3 separate regions of the Mus musculus genome follow, and regions 2 and 3 are each linked to region 1. A link is a contact called in public ChIA-PET and promoter capture Hi-C data. All regions are on one chromosome and are shown on one strand. The core of a region is the stretch at or near the end of the contact, and the rest is flanking DNA. Distances in the headings are between cores, read along the strand shown.

Region 1 (5,077 bases), core at 1,456-3,955:
GTTGTTTTATAACACTAAGCATTATTCTTGAATGTTAAAAAGAATGAAAATTATGGAGTATTGCACTGAATTTACCTTAATCATTTTTTAAAATTTATTTACTTGTTTATTTTACATGAGTACTCTTGCTGTCTTCAGACACACCAGAAGAGGGCATCGGATCCCACTACAGATGGTTGTGAGTCACCATGTGGTTGCTAGAAATTGAACTCAGGATCTCTGGAAGAGCAGTCAGTGCTCTTAACCGCTAAGCCATCTCTCCAGTCCTACCTTAATCATATAGGGCAGCTGATGTCAACCTGTGGGTCACAACCCTTTTGGGGGTTGCATAGCAAATATCCTGAATATCAAATATTTATGTTTTACAACTCATAACAGTAGCAAAATTATACTTATGAAATAGCAACAAAATAACTTTATGGTTAGGCACCATCACAACATAAGGAATTGTATTAGAGGGTCACAGCATTAGCAATAAAGCTAAAGCTTCAATGGGACATGCCAATGCATCCTCCTCACATGTATTTATGGTACTGACAGAGGAATAGGCTCAACAGCTTGCGGTGAGACATGACTTCACTGTGTTGCTACACTGGCCCGGAGCTCATGATGCCTTTGCTTCCACCTCCTAGGTTCTGCCATGAGACCCATGTCACCAGGCCTTCCCAGCAGTGTTTTTGGTTTCTTTCTTTCTTTCTTTCTTTCTTTCTTTCTTTCTTTCAGACAGGGTTTCTCTGTGTAGTTCTATCAGTTCTAGAACCAAGCAGGCCTCAAACTCAGAGATTTGCCTGCTTCTGCCTTCTGAATGCTGGCATTATAAGTGTGCCACTACCACCTAGCTGATTTGTTTTTAAAGGAAATAAACGACAGCCAAGTATGGTATAGGTGACTGTAATCCTACCATCTGGGAAGTGGAGGAATGAAGGTCAGAAGTACAAGGCCAACTTTGGTTACATAGTAAGTTTGGGGCCAACCTAAGCTTCATGGACCTTGTTTCAAAAACAAACAAACAAACAAATAAAAAAATGAAAATACACCACACAGTCTAGGAGAAGGCTCAGCAGGAAAAAGTGTTTTTAAGCTTGACAACCTGGGTTCAATCTCCAGAATCCATGAGAAGATGGAAGGAAAGGTTCAACTCCCCAAAACTGTTCTCAAACCTCTCCCTGTAGCCCATGCCTTGTACATGATTTGCCCATATATACACATAACACACACCATACAGACACAGAAAAAAATACCAATAAAAGGAAAAAAATCTAGAGCTGAAAGTGACACAGTAAAGTAGTAGAGAAAGGACCTGATGCAGTAACAAAAGGCCTTGACTTGACACCTCTTACAGACCAGTCACTCTTGTCCTATGAGTCTCATTTTCCTGAGTTCTGAAAAAAGAAAGAAGTGTTTCTTTGTAGCCTTTCTATAACAAGGTTACAAAGAAAAAAATGAGATGATAAATGTATTGTTTCTCACTGATGACTTACTTTCTCTGAAGATTCACAACATGAATGTTACAAACATTCACAAGCCACCATCTCCCTCATTTATAGATAATTCTGAGGCTTTGTGGGTGTTTAATAGTTAGTATTTTACCTTAAAAGACTCATTCAAGAAGGAAAGGATCAAAAGAAATTCTGACTTCATTCCAAGTAAATGAACTAAGATTTAGAAATTCAAGCCAGGCCTGCTGGCACAGGCAACTCTAGGCAAAGGCTGGAGGATGCCAAGTTCAAAGCCAGTCTTCAGTCTTAGCTACATAGGGAGCTCAAGGCCAGGCTAGGTATATCAGGGAAACCACCTTTCAAAAGAAAATGCAAAAGATAAGAGAAGAAAGAGGAGGAGGAGGAAGGAGATGGAGTGAAGGGGCAGGGAGACAGAGAAGAAAGAGAGAATGCATTGCTTTAATCATGCAAGGGAGTAAAAGGAAGTGCTCAGAAAGCATAGGATTCCTTAAACCTTTTTTTTTTTTTTTTTTTTTTTTTTTAAGACAGGGTCTCACTATGTAGCCTTGGCTGTCCTGGAACTCACTATGTAGACCAAGAGGGACTCGAACTTATAGATCCACCTGCCTCTGCCTCCCAAGCGCTGGGATTAAAGATGTGCACTACTATGCCCATCTTACTTAAATCATTTTTAAATGAGCTGTGAAGCAGATTTGACAAGGGCACAGAACAATGAAACGAGACTCTATGAGACAAACCAACACAGAGATATATAATCGAGAAATCAGACACATCAGAATAATAACCCAAATCTCAAACCTGGGAAGAAATCTTGGTTGTTAAATATCCCAACGCCTCTCACTTTACAGAGGACAGTGGACTCAAGAAGGGGTCATTACTACTTCCATAAGGTTAGCGGCAACCGAGAACTCAGGCTGACAATTCCCATAGCGGAGAGGGCGTGCGAATGCTGCAAAAGCGTAGCTGCATTAACGGAAATGTCTGAATAGACCAGTAAGAGGATTTGGAAAGGAAAAAAAAAATCGTTGTGAAAAATCAAACACCGCCGCTGCCACGCGGGCCTCTGGGGAGCGCACCTGAGCGCTCGTGGACTCCGAAGCCGCGGCAAGTGACACTGGCACTCGCGACCACCCTAGCGCAGAGACCCCACTCACTCAACTCCCAGGCGAGGTCGCCCTCCGGACCCAGGAGAATTGTGGGTCATTCAGTCCGTCCCTTCCGTGAGGTCCCCGTCGTGCTTCCGGTACCGCCGGAAGCAGCTTCCCCATGGAATTCTGGGTTGTCTGTGGCTGGTGGAGGCCGGCTATGGCTGGTCCTGTAACCTGCAGCTTCGGCTGCTGGCCTGCAGTGGGGACCGGGTGCTCTGCAGTTCCCTCCCTTCTCCAGGAAGAACACGTACTTCAAACTTGCGTGTATCTAGCTGGAAGGAAGCGGCGCAAGGTGGCCCTAGAAAGCTCTAACGGGGTGGGCAGGGTAGGTAGTGGAGCTAGGGTTCTCCGGCTGCTGGCCCAGCCCGTTCACAGTGTGAACTTAGAGGTGTGTTGTCAACTCTGTGCCTCGACTTTATCTGTTGTATGGAATCACGGTACGGACTTCATAAGATCGTGGGAAGGTTTCAGTGACTTGTTGAGAGTACGAGTCAAGTAAACGTTTTTCGTTATGATTTTGGTTGTTTTTCTTCACTTTGGAGTTTTTCCGGTCTCCTCTTTGGCCACAGCCATCATCATCTCTTGAGGGTAACTCGTTTACACCTAGCACTACCACAGATTAAGGGAATAGCATAGAAAAGTTTCTTATCCCAAAGCACGCTTTACCATTATCTCTCATTGTCTACCCTAAACTCAGGTCCCTCAGTCCACTCATTTTCTTTAAAAAATTTTTGTCTTTTTTATTTGTATACACACACTGAATTCAGGAACTCAGGCTTGAAATAAGCTCCTTTATTCACGTAGCCATCTCATTACCCTTACCCCTTTCCATCACAAAGATTCAGTCAGTATTAATGACTATAGAGACTCCTGAAAACCTTTTTTATCTGAATCTCCATTAAGCCCACACTTGAAAATGACCCAAGTTCATAAACATGTATTGAAGTTCACTTTCTGTAAGCAGTTCTTTGCTCTCACTTGCTTTGGCAAGCATTGAGAAACCAGCTAAAATAATGTGTGGCCTACTAAAATTTACATCCAACCACCTGTTCATTTGCTTGCACCTGGACATTCCCTTTACCTCTACAACCTCAACCACATGGCCTTTTTTGCAGTTCAAACTCTGTCATCATCATTCCATCCGACCTCCGGCCTGGGTGCATTGTCTTTTCCTCAGACACTTTTTCTGTTAGTTTTCAGCTTCTGCTTCTCAGGCCTCTTTGAAAGTCCTTAACTCGGCTTTAACCCTTTCAACGTCTGTAGCCATTCTGTAGCCTGTAGTGTAGTTCTAATAGAATCACTGTATCTCTGGGCAAACATCAGAAGGAATAGTTGTTTTCTAGAAGTACTTGGACCTTGAAGAAATCATTGTAGAAAACTGTTTGGGTTCAGGAATCGCCACACAAACCATAGGAATAATAAGCAGGAATAGTTTATTGAATGCACATCCTAATACTGGTCAGACCAGAGACAGCTCAGAATTATCTCAACTATGACAATGGATATCCTTTCCTATTAACTTATAAAGGAAAAAAACCACAACGAGTTCATACACAGGTGCAGGAAATGCTGACTACTGGGCAACTCAGACTCAAGATATTTTAGACATAACAGTTCATATTGACCTTTAACCTCATGGATCCTACATGAAATTTTGTGGAATTTCTTAAGATTAATAAACCTCAGAACATAACCTAACAGATGCAGTCAGCATGATCCTGTTCTGAGTCAAATTATTTTTCTATGTCAATAACTGGCAGGCATATTACAGCCTCAATATAAAATAGTTTGTGAGCATGGAACAAAATGACTACAGCTATGCTGGGAGTGGTTGGGGGAAGTCAGACCATAACAAAAACAATGATTGTTTTATCTGTGGAGTTGTTTTTCTGCCTTTGAATGACTTTGGTTACAAGCTAGTCCTGGCAAACCTGGAGCCAATTTATTGGGTACTGGTAACAGTGTATAATAAGGACTACATTTGCAGGAGGGATGATGTTTTCCTTCAGAAAACATATAGATTAGATAAGGGGTGTTAAAACAAAATCCTAATCGTTCACTTTTACCAAATGAAGACTCAGAATCCAGATGCTGGGGTAAAAGCCTATATTAGCTCAGAAAGGCAGAGAAAGAACTCAGAAGGCCTTCTTCCTCAACTGACATCTCAGAAGGAAAAAGCCAGTTCTTCTCCACACTGTCTTAAACACCCTTCTAACTGAATGTCCCCTCTTTCTACTTCTTCTTTTTTAATTAATTTATTTATTTTTGTTTTTTCTGAGTCAGGGTTTCTCTGTGTAGCTGGCTCTCCTGGAACTCACTCTGTAGACCAGGCTGGCCTTGAACTCAGAAATCTGCCTGCCTCTGCTTCCCAAGTGCTGGGATTAAAGGCATGCGCCACCACTGTCCGGCTCAGTAATTACTTTCAAAGAATGTATAAAGTATACTTTTGTAAGAAAGTATGTATTGAGC
Region 2 (5,077 bases), core at 1,349-3,848, 690 kb before region 1:
CACTTCCAGGAAGGAATGTGATGTTTATGCTGTAGTGAATGAATGCAAGAGCAGATGCTGTGGATCATTTGTCAGTGGATGTGGTGCTATTTCCTCAAGAGCACATAGGATATGTTGATGGCTTGTGAGAGAACTATAATGGTAAAAGAGGAGGCAGGGGACGTTTTGGGCCACTGATGGTGCCAGTCAAGACACAGGTGGTTCATTTCAGCATGGAGACCCTATTGTAGTCCTGTATTGCTGGGTGGTGATCTTATTCTATTAGCATACAGATGCTAGTAATGAGCTATGCAGACTGACCCCTGTGCACATTCTTGGTGCACATTGAGTGACAGTTGGGCCAAGTGAGCATCCATGTACAAAGCTCTTACTATTAGTTTTTTAATCTTAATGTGAGAAGAGAGAAGGAGAGGAAATAACCAGCACCATTTGCCTTGTGATCTTTCTACCAATGAGACAGAAGCTATCTCCATCATATTCCCTTCTTAGATTTGCAGTTAACTTACTTGGATAGCTTTGTGTAACTGATTGAGCCTGAGTCCCTGTAGTGAAATTGAACACATACAGGAACTTAACCATAGCAATAGAATTAACCACAGAACCTTAGAAATGCCATAGGACTAGCCATATTGTACCAAGATGCATTCAAGAGCCCAAAAAGACCAACCAGGAGCAGACTGCCTGGGCTTACTCACCACTGACCCACAGGACGGTTTGCTGAAGCTGCCCTGAACTTTCATCTGGGCAAGGTTTTATAGGAAATGGCTAGCAAGGGGTGGAGGTTTCTATTCTGGCAAGCATCTGATTGGGGGGCTGTTGCTGTCCGTTAACATAATTGGCTAGTGCTAGGTGTCAAACCATAAACAACATTCTTTTCTCCTGATTTATGGTTGTTAGAAGTGACGTATCAAGGGCAGGCTTGTAACCTGGAGTGCGGATTTGTTGGAGAATAACCAACTGGTGCTACACATAAGTTTTGTTGGGGAGTAACTTGGAAACTGGTGCTAGACACCAGCCTGTTAGTTAACCAGAGTTCAGCCTTAGGTCTGGTTCTCCAAGATTGAGTCTGAATCCAAGCCTTTCATCCAGGCCTTTCTCCAAGTCCTGTCAGCATGCCTGACACATACCCACGCACACTACTACCACATTCACGTCTACTACTGCCAGTGCCAAACCACTTCCATCGTTGGAGTAGCCTCCTAGAATCTGTTTCCACATGGCACCAAGAACTATCCTTTAGAATCACATCCACCAGTGGCCGATGCTGACTCAAAGGTCATCATCAGCCAAGTCTGATGAGCTATGCAGGGGAGCCCTGTCTAGCTCCCCTAGCCTTGTCTCTCCTTACCTTTCCCTCTGCACACCTGACTCCAACTATACTGAGCATACCTTGGTGTACCTTTGTCTGGTGTGCCATTCTTCTTGATCTGGCCATGATCTGTACCTTTTAGACACCGAGACCTACACTAAGCAGAGTATTTATTTCTGACCAGTCTAAAATAGCCAGTTTCAAATTCATCTGTTTGTATTTTATTTTCCTTAAACTCTCTGGCTTTTGTGTGTGTGTGTTTTTGGTCTCCCTTCTATGAGGATGTAACACTTGTGTCATTTATTGTTCTCCCCAGGAATCTAGAGCACTGCTGATCATGTAGTAATTCCTCAATATGGTTGGGTTCTGCATGTGAGTAATAGCTGTATTGAATGGAGAAACTGTATTTAAAACTAAACATATTTCTCTTGATCCTCCAAGAATACATTGATAAAGTGAAGACTTTAGTGAGCCAGAGCTTATTTCATAGTTATTCCTTAAAAAAAAAAAAACCCACCATTATCCTCAAGGGCTTTAAAGGAGTGGGCATTACTATTGGTATTGGTCCTAGAATTTATAGTAACAATGGTATAAATAATTATAATACCTATTGAGTATTTACTATGCATGGATACTATCTTTGTTGCCATATGCTTCCATCTTAACCTTAGGCATCAATTCTAATATGTAAATGAGACATAGAGACAGAATGATTTGTTAGTTTTTCTTATATAGTAGCTTATGAAGGAAAAACTAAACGGTAATAGACAATAAAACTAAGGGAATTCACTTAAAAAGATCCATGTAGATGCTGATACAGCCCTGATAAAACATTAAACCTTCACCTTAAACTTTTTTGGTTCATTTTGCTCTGTTTTGGTTTTTTTCAAGACATGGTTTCTCTGTGTAGCCATAGCTGTCTTGTACTCCAGGCTGGCCTCAGACACATAGAGATCAGCCTGCCTCTGCCTCCTGAGTACTGGGATTAAAGGTGTGCACCATCACTGCCCAGACACTTTAAACTCCTTTAGGAAAGAACATTAATTTGGCACCCAGTGTTTCCTTCAGTCTTCTCCCTCCTCCGGGTTTGGGGAAAGCATTAAAGTAGCATGACCGAGGTCACACATGTGCTATGAAGCAGAGCCAAAGTTCAGAACTGGCCTTGGCTCTAGAAGGCACATCTGGACAAGCAGTGACTGTCCTAGTTTTTCCTTATTATCACCCCAGCAGGTGTATAGAGGATGTACACTTTGTATACACACCTGTGCTTTTCCTTTTTTACTCACAGAACTCTGAAAAGTAACTGATGTGGACAAGCAGCTGAGACAGTCAAGATGACGACCACGGTAGCCACAGACTATGACAACATTGAGATCCAGCAGCAGTACAGTGATGTGAACAACCGCTGGGATGTGGATGACTGGGACAATGAGAACAGCTCTGCAAGGCTCTTTGAGCGCTCCCGCATCAAGGCCCTGGCAGGTAAGTGTCCTGATGTTGTATGTCCCACCTGTCACCAGATGTTCTGTAGTCCCTTGAACATCAACCATTTCTCTTTTAAGCTGTCTTGCTTGAAGTTGACCTCTCCCTGCTTTAACATATCCTATGAGAGCTTGCTTACCCTTTTATAAGACATTTACTTTTGGAGAGCTGCCGAACTTAATGACCAACATAGTTTAGAACACAGTAAATAATGTTTACAGCAATTTAGAAAGAGCTGCTAAGAGTTTGTAAGGATTTTTTAATTCTAACACATCTTTAATTTCAAGTGTTTTAACATACTATATTTATATAAAATATCCAACTTGGCTGTATACGTAATGCCAGTGGCAGATTAGCTGATCTTTTCGGTGAGAGGTTGGTAAGTACCTTGTTACAAGGGCTTTAGATCTGAAAAGTAGCAGTGTCCTGTGGGAAGGCCATATTTAATGCTGTTAATGAGTAGGTTTGCCACTGATCATTCCCATTCAGTTTCATTTTCTAGAGAAAAACCATGCCAGGTAGATGTTAAGTAGTTATTCCAATTATATTCTAGTTTACGATACAAAGTCTATTATAATAGGTGCCTTGATTATTAAATTGTAAGTTTGTCAGTACTTTTGACATGATTCACATGAACTAGAAACCCACAAGAAAGTATTCAGGAAACAAGGGAGCTAAACATTTATTCTGTGTCTGCTGATTGGATTCTTTGAAAAGAATCCTGAATTCATGATTATTTTTAGTCAAGTCATTTCTGTTTGCCAAGAATAGAGATGCATGTACTCTGAATTAAAGAGATGTGTTTGCTAGTAGAAAACACAGTTGTTCAACATGGACAGAGCCCTCATTTCATCCTTGCCATACAAAAACAAGTAACAGCAGCAGCATGTGATAGAATTAAAGGAGAATAAAGGGATTATCGTAAAATATCAGACAGGGGCCAGGTGTGGTGGCCATGCTTTTAATCCTAGCACTCAGGAAACAGAGGCAGGCAGATGTTTGTGAGTTTGAGGCCAGCCTGGTTTACCTAGCAAGTTTTAGGCCAGCTAAGATTGATGTGGTAAGACACTGTCTCAAATAAGAGAAAGAGAGATGGATGGAGGGAGACAGGGAAAGTGGAGGTTGGTCTCATGCAAAGCAGGCTCAACAAAGCCATGTGCTAACTGCTATAGGACAGTATCTCAGTTATTCTTCATTTGTTGGAGCCCTCCACTTAGTAACTGCGCCTTCATAATTTGTCTTACACCAGACTTGGGTGCAATGTAGATTCAATGAAACCTCAGTGCAAAATTATATTTATAATTTAATTGACTTAATAACCCAGTTTCCTTTTAGTACAAATTTCTGTAAGATTGGGTGTGGTATTGAAATTCTGTTTGGCCCAGATATTTATATAGCAGGCCATGGCTAGCTGGAGACTTACAAATGATTGCCTTTAAAAGAGGCAGCTTAAGACTGGTGCAATATTGCCCACCAGCCCTCCCAACCCAAGTTTGATCCCTGGGACCCACATAGTGTCAAGAGAGAATTGAGTCACAACAGTTTTTCTTTGACCTCCACACCATGCCGTGTCATGTGTGCAAATCTTTCCTTCAAATTAAAAATAAATAAAGACAGACAGACAGGAAGGAAGGAAGCCAGCCAGCCAGGTAGTGATGTGCATTTCTTTAATCTCAGCACTCAGGTGACAGAGGCAGGTCTGAGTTTCAGACCAGCCAGGTCTACAGAGTGAGTTCTAGAATGGCCAGAGCTACACAGAAAAATCCTGACTGACAAAAAAAAAAAAAAAAGATCAATCAGAAAAAATATATTTGAAGAAAATGTAGCAGTGCTACCCAGCGGTCTGTCTGTCTAGAGGTGTGGTTGGTGTGTTCAGAGCAGATAATTTGTAGATTAGAGAAAGAAGGCTTTTATGTTAACTTTTTAAGGGAGATTAGCATATTCTGCATGAAGATAAACCATCTGTGAAAGGAAACAAGGTGCAAATTGGCCCCAGAACAAGAGAGACTTAGGTAAATAAACAAGTCTCTTTTTAGCCTCCTTCTGTGAGTGCCTTACCCCCTGTAGTGGTCTTCCAGATTGCAGGAAGCCTGACTGCTGTATGCTGAGCGTCATTGCTCATCCCTTCCCTTTTGCCTCTTGTCAAATTCTAGTTGGAAGCACTGGTGTGTTGGGATTGGAGGGAGGCTTTGGGCACTGAGCTGTGACTGGGCTATAGCTATGTTAGAACACAGAGCCCTTTGGAGATGTTCTCTGCAAAAGCTGGTGGCTCTCAGGGAGATGGCA
Region 3 (5,077 bases), core at 679-3,178, 660 kb before region 1:
GCTTGAAAAGTTTATAATCTGGCTTCATGGCAACAAGTGTTCAATAGTGTAGCCTGTGAAACTGGATCCACTTCCCTGGGTATGGCTGCCATTCACATTTGTGTGTTGTGTTACTGTAAAGCAAACCCAGCGTTTTACACTGCACATGGTGCCTTTGCCCCAGGGCCTGCAGCATGAGTAATACAAACAAAGGCAAGGCCTCAGAAATGTAAATAACACATTAATGTGCACACTTACCTGGCTTCTAATAATTTTGACCCCGAACTACTTTCAAGTCCTTGGTGTTTCTCAGTCCCTACTCCATTTTCTAAGTATTCTTATTTTTCCTATGTAAATACATGATTTCAAAGTTAAATTGTTTTTCACTTGAAGTACAGGAAACTGCTTTTTAAAGTCATTTATCAATGGACCAGACTGTGGTCTACTTGACTGGGGCTTTTTAGTTACAACTGTGCATAATTGTAGTCTTTATTGAGGTTGGGGAGAAGGGATAGTATTGAGGGAGGGAGTCTAGAGTGGTGGGAGCAGTTTGGTGGGGGTAGTGTGTGGTGATGGTCTTCTGTGCTTACCTCTCAGGTGGAATAGAGTATACGGGAACGGATGTGAATCCGTGGTCAGCCCTTAACACACACGCGTGCGCGCGCGCACACACACACACACACACACACACACACACACACACACACACACACACACCAACCCCCTGGGGACCCTTTCACCTTCTGCTGTTACCAGACTTTTCTTACCTCCTTTTCCTGTGAACTCCTGAATTAAGTCATTGATCCAGCCCTGTTGTGTGCTCAGGGTTTAAGGAAAAGGGAAGTGAGACACAGATCTCTTGGTAATTCAGAAGTTGATGTATGATCTTACGTTGTCTTCCCTTCTAGTAGGAATTTACAGTGTAACTTGACTAGATTTCTTGCATTAAAAAGAAAACAAAACTACTCTTGCATGAGGAGCCCTGGTAATTAGAATAATGACCAGGCATGATTCATTCTCTGATTAATATTCTGCTTATGGAAGCGTTTCTATCTCCAGCTCCACTAAGCAGCTGGACTCACAGGGATACAGTTTCTCTCTCCACCTTCAGGAAGCTCACCGACCAATCAAGAGACAAGAAGGAAGTTTTGTTGAGGATTTGAGTAGATACTCTGAAAGAGGAAAGGTAGACTACACACACTTGCAGAGCAGAGGCCATCTCTCCTAGGTTGCTGTGAGAATCAGCTCCATTCTTGTATGTCGACCCTCTGTGAAAAGGGGAAGACAAAAGCCAACTCAGTTGCTCAGGTTCCTGCTGGTGTAAAAGGCTTCGTTCTATTGGCAGTGGTAACTTTTACTGAGTACACTGTTGACTTAGTCAGTTCTGTTATTTGTGTTGGTCTCTTGAGACAGGTGTTACTATAGAACTGGAAATCATGGTCCTGCTGCCTCAGTCCCCCAGTGCCATCACACCTGTTATGCATTCCGAAGAATTCTCCAGATAAGAACAGAAATGATCCATATTTACATATGAGGAAAGAAGTAACTTGCCCACTGTTGAGTAACTGCTAGTGGTAGAGCTGGCATCTGCACCGGGTTGAGCACAAAGCCATTGTAGCTTTAAACCATTGTTTCACACAAACTCCATCCCAGAGAACGGAGGTGTGCTTGGGTGTGGCCAGCATGCGGAAGTTGTCTAGCAACAGTCCCTGCAGTTTATTCTCCCTCCCCACCTGCCTCTTTGTCTCTCCCTCTCTCTCTGACAGAGTATAACTACATTGCTCTGTCCTAGGACAGTGTTTCCTTCCTTCTTCTGGAGGGGTGCTCTTCTAGCCCAGGTCAGAAAGCCACCAGTTACTAGCATGCTGCTGCTTGAGCTATCCACCCTTTGTATTAGGATGGGTCATGCTCGTGGAGGCCGCGGTAAACCAGTGCTACTATGAAAAGTATGACTGGTGTCATCCGGTTTGGAATTGGAAGCCACACCCTTGCCACCACATTGTACTTCTTATACTGATAACCTGTGGCTTCAAAGTCAAACCACAAACTTCTGCATTGAATGTGAGTTTAAGAAAGAAATATGAGGTACCTTCACACACACATTATTTACCCTTTCAGACGCCCAGTGAGGTAGGTGTTTTTTCTGTCCTGTGGGTTAAGAAATCTGAGGCTTGTGAGGTGAAATATGTCTAGAGAAAAGAGAGAGCCAGCAACTGACAAATCGAGCAGGTAGCTACCAGTGGCGGAAATTGTATCAAGACAAAGCTCTTTTCAACATTTCTTGAAAATGGCTATGTTTCCTTTCCTTTGTGTCTGTGTGTGTATGTGTATACATGTTAATTATGTGCAGGCACACACTTACGTACACATAGATGCGTGCTTGTAGAGGCCAGAAGTCATTTCCCAGGAGTCTGTCAAGTGATATTTTTTTAAAATTTTGTTGTTAGCTTTTTTTTTTTTTAAATCTTGACACAGGATCTTGTTGTATAGACTGGTCATCCTCCTGCCTCAGTGTCTCAAGTTCTAGGGTAGCAGGCATGAGTCGCAGTGACCATCTCAAGTCAGATTTGTTTGTTTTGTTTTGTTTCTTATTGTTTATTTTTTGAGACAGGGTCTTTCTATGCAATCCTGGCTGTTGTGAAACTCTATTATGTAGACTAGGCTGGCTTACAGAGACTCCTCTGCCTTTCCCTCTGCCTGTGCCTCAAAAATGCTGGGAGTTAAACTGTGTATCACCATGTCTAGCCCAATTTGTTTGTTTTTTAAGATGGGTCTTACTGGCCTGGTGCTTATTAATTAGGCTGGACTGGCTGGTCAGAAACTACTAAAGATCTGTCTGTCTCAACCTCCCCAGTGGTGAGCACCGTAAGTACATACTGCCTGAGTGGTTTGCATATGTACTTTGTTGTTGTTTTGACATGGTTTCTAGGGATAGAACTCCAGTCCATGCTTCAGAGCAAGTAATTTATTACCTGAGCTATCTTCCCAGGCCCTAAAACCCTATTTTCTAATAGGTGGCAACACAAAACAAGTCATAGTACACACAGCTGTCAGCCTGTGTGGATAGGATTTTAGTTTTTGCTGTAAGCCATTGTATACTTGATCATTCTTTGTAGGTATTAGACAGATTTGTGGGGAATTCTAAAGGGCACACTTAACCTATCAACAGACTGAATAATACCCAGCTGGAAAAAAGTAGTTTTTTTTTCAGATATCAAAACATAAAGCTGTTGTTGCTGATGACTAAATTCTTCCATATAAGTTATGCAGCCATTTAATCTGCTTATCATTGACATTGTAAGAATACAGCATAGGATGGAGACCTAAATTCTTCCATATAAGTTATGCAGCCATTTAATCTGCTTATCATTGACATTGTAAGAATACAGCATAGGATGGAGACCCATGCTTCGACCTGCACAGGCATTGCTGACATCTACTCATATGCAAATAGTCTCCATGGAGCCAAGGAAGGTATGTGGAGGATGGAGTTTGAGCTAGCCTTACCTTAGGTGATTCGGAGATTTGGTGAGTCAAGAGCCTTCTGAACACTCACTGGGTAGGATGGATGGCGAGGGCTCTGGATTTGAACTGTCAGGTGAAATACCTGTAGTGACTCAGTGGCCTCCAGACTGCTCTACCTCAGGGTATATCTTGTTAAGAGCTCATTTGAATCAGTCTGTAATCCTTTGAACCAAAGGAGAGGGAAAATGTGTTTATATACATTAAGGAGGCTTTGCTCCAACAGAGAACCTTGGTTTTCTTGCTTTTTCCTAAGATAGGAATTAGTATGTAGTATAAGACAAACATGAGGTGTATGCTGGGGGATAGGACCCTCATTTAGTATGGTTTAGTTATGACAGCAGAATTAGGGAGAAGGCCTCTGTTTTAATTGCTGTGTCGCCCAGATCTTCCGTTTTCTGATACTGCCTTGGCTTGGCACGTAGCTAGAATGCTGATGTTGGAGTGTATTTAGGCCCAAGAAAAGAGGCTCTTGGCCTATCAAGTGCTTCAGAGTTTCTGCTGTTTTGATGAATTAGTTGTGATTTCTAAAACATTGTTTGAAACCCCACAGACGAAGCTTCAAAGCCAGTTGCTTATAATGTGCTCTAGTTGTTGCACTGTTGCAGGCTGGCTGCTGGAACAACGTACAAGAAGGAAGTAGATGTCATGATGAACAAGCATGTACAGTATAAGGACTTTGGAAACATGGGCATATAAAGGCCAGCTACTATCTGAAATTACATTTTAAAAGAGAAGACTAGGTAGAAATGGCAAATGTTTCAAGAAGTGTAAGGTATATTGCCGTCTGGATCATGGAATGTAAAAAAAATAATTTTGGGAGAATTGTCAAAACCATGATGAAGCTCATATGATGATGGTCACATGGAGGTAGTTATGAACAGAGAGAGTCACAAAACTGGAGCCTGGTGGAAGTATTTACCTAGGTTATGGTATTTCCCCCCCCCATTTCAATTATTTACAGTTATTTAGGATTTTTGCCTCCATTTTGTTAGCCAACTGTAAGTTAATGTTAGCACAAATCCACAGAATCTGCTGGTTAGAAGCCAGAGTTGGCAAAGTAACGTTAGGCAAATAGCTGGTGTTTCAGTTTTCTTACAGGTTAGCAAGGATTGTTGGTCATCTAATACAAGTTTTAAAGACTTCTGTAATACTGTTTTACCTTGTGCACATTGATTTTGTTTGATGCTATCTATGTCTAATAGATGTTCACTGTTTTAAAGGGAAGAAAAAAACTAAAAAAAGAAAAAGCACTCTTACCCCTGAGAACAAACAAAGAACAAATCCCAAATTTAAACAGTGTAGATGTCCTGTTCTCTGAGATCAAAGAATCAAGTCCTGTGGAGGGAATGATGGGCCATAAAGGAGTGGGACGTTCCAGTGTTGGACAGCAGCACAGTGAGAGACCCTTGCCTAAAGTCCGATAGGTGCCAGAAAGTTGTAGTATGCTCAAGAGCAGCCACACAAGACTTGTGCAGGTAGAGTTCTGTGTATTTGAGCCTTGATTTCTATGTTCCTTACTGAATCCCATTGAAGTATTATCTCCATCATGAAGATAGGCAGAGTGAGGCACAAA

Evidence for each region. Promoter capture Hi-C pulls out the DNA fragments that hold promoters and counts their contacts. ChIA-PET counts read pairs in DNA pulled down with a chosen protein or histone mark.
Region 2: a contact with region 1 is called in a promoter capture Hi-C map of embryonic stem cells, with 2.1 times the contacts expected there. The contact joins the promoter of Sptbn1 here to the promoter of Mtif2 in region 1. A contact is called at or near these places in 2 of 39 promoter capture datasets (embryonic stem cells and pre-B cells) and 1 of 115 datasets of contacts at active chromatin or transcription factors (embryonic stem cells).
Region 3: an RNA polymerase II ChIA-PET map of memory CD8 T cells shows a contact between it and region 1, with 18 read pairs. The contact joins the enhancer-like site here to the promoter of Mtif2 in region 1. A contact is called at or near these places in 1 of 39 promoter capture datasets (cranial neural crest), 1 of 484 Hi-C or Micro-C datasets (embryonic stem cells), 8 of 115 datasets of contacts at active chromatin or transcription factors (bone marrow-derived macrophages, effector CD8 T cells, embryonic stem cells and 4 more) and 2 of 9 other capture datasets (adipose tissue and pancreatic islet).

The regions. Positions count from the first base shown.
Region 1 is chr11:29,524,025-29,529,101 of GRCm38.p6, reverse strand. It overlaps Mtif2 (mitochondrial translational initiation factor 2), which reads right to left and starts at 2,705. Exons shown (of 14, transcript NM_133767.3): 1 at 2,259-2,705.
Region 2 is chr11:30,217,293-30,222,369 of GRCm38.p6, reverse strand. It overlaps Sptbn1 (spectrin beta, non-erythrocytic 1), which reads left to right and starts at 2,598. Exons shown (of 35, transcript NM_175836.2): 1 at 2,598-2,791. The coding sequence starts at 2,644. It overlaps Gm51887 (a long non-coding RNA gene), which reads right to left and starts at 753. Exons shown (of 3, transcript XR_003949652.1): 1 at 696-753.
Region 3 is chr11:30,179,827-30,184,903 of GRCm38.p6, reverse strand. The region is part of intron 1 of Sptbn1 (spectrin beta, non-erythrocytic 1); the gene reads left to right. Among named protein-coding and RNA genes, the nearest start is that of Sptbn1, 37 kb to the left of the region's middle. Within about 2 kb of position 1,928, at least 136 of the 459 cell types and tissues checked have an H3K27ac peak or open chromatin away from gene starts, as enhancers often do. A contact at or near this core is called in effector CD8 T cells, embryonic stem cells, memory CD8 T cells and 2 more, where this site is marked.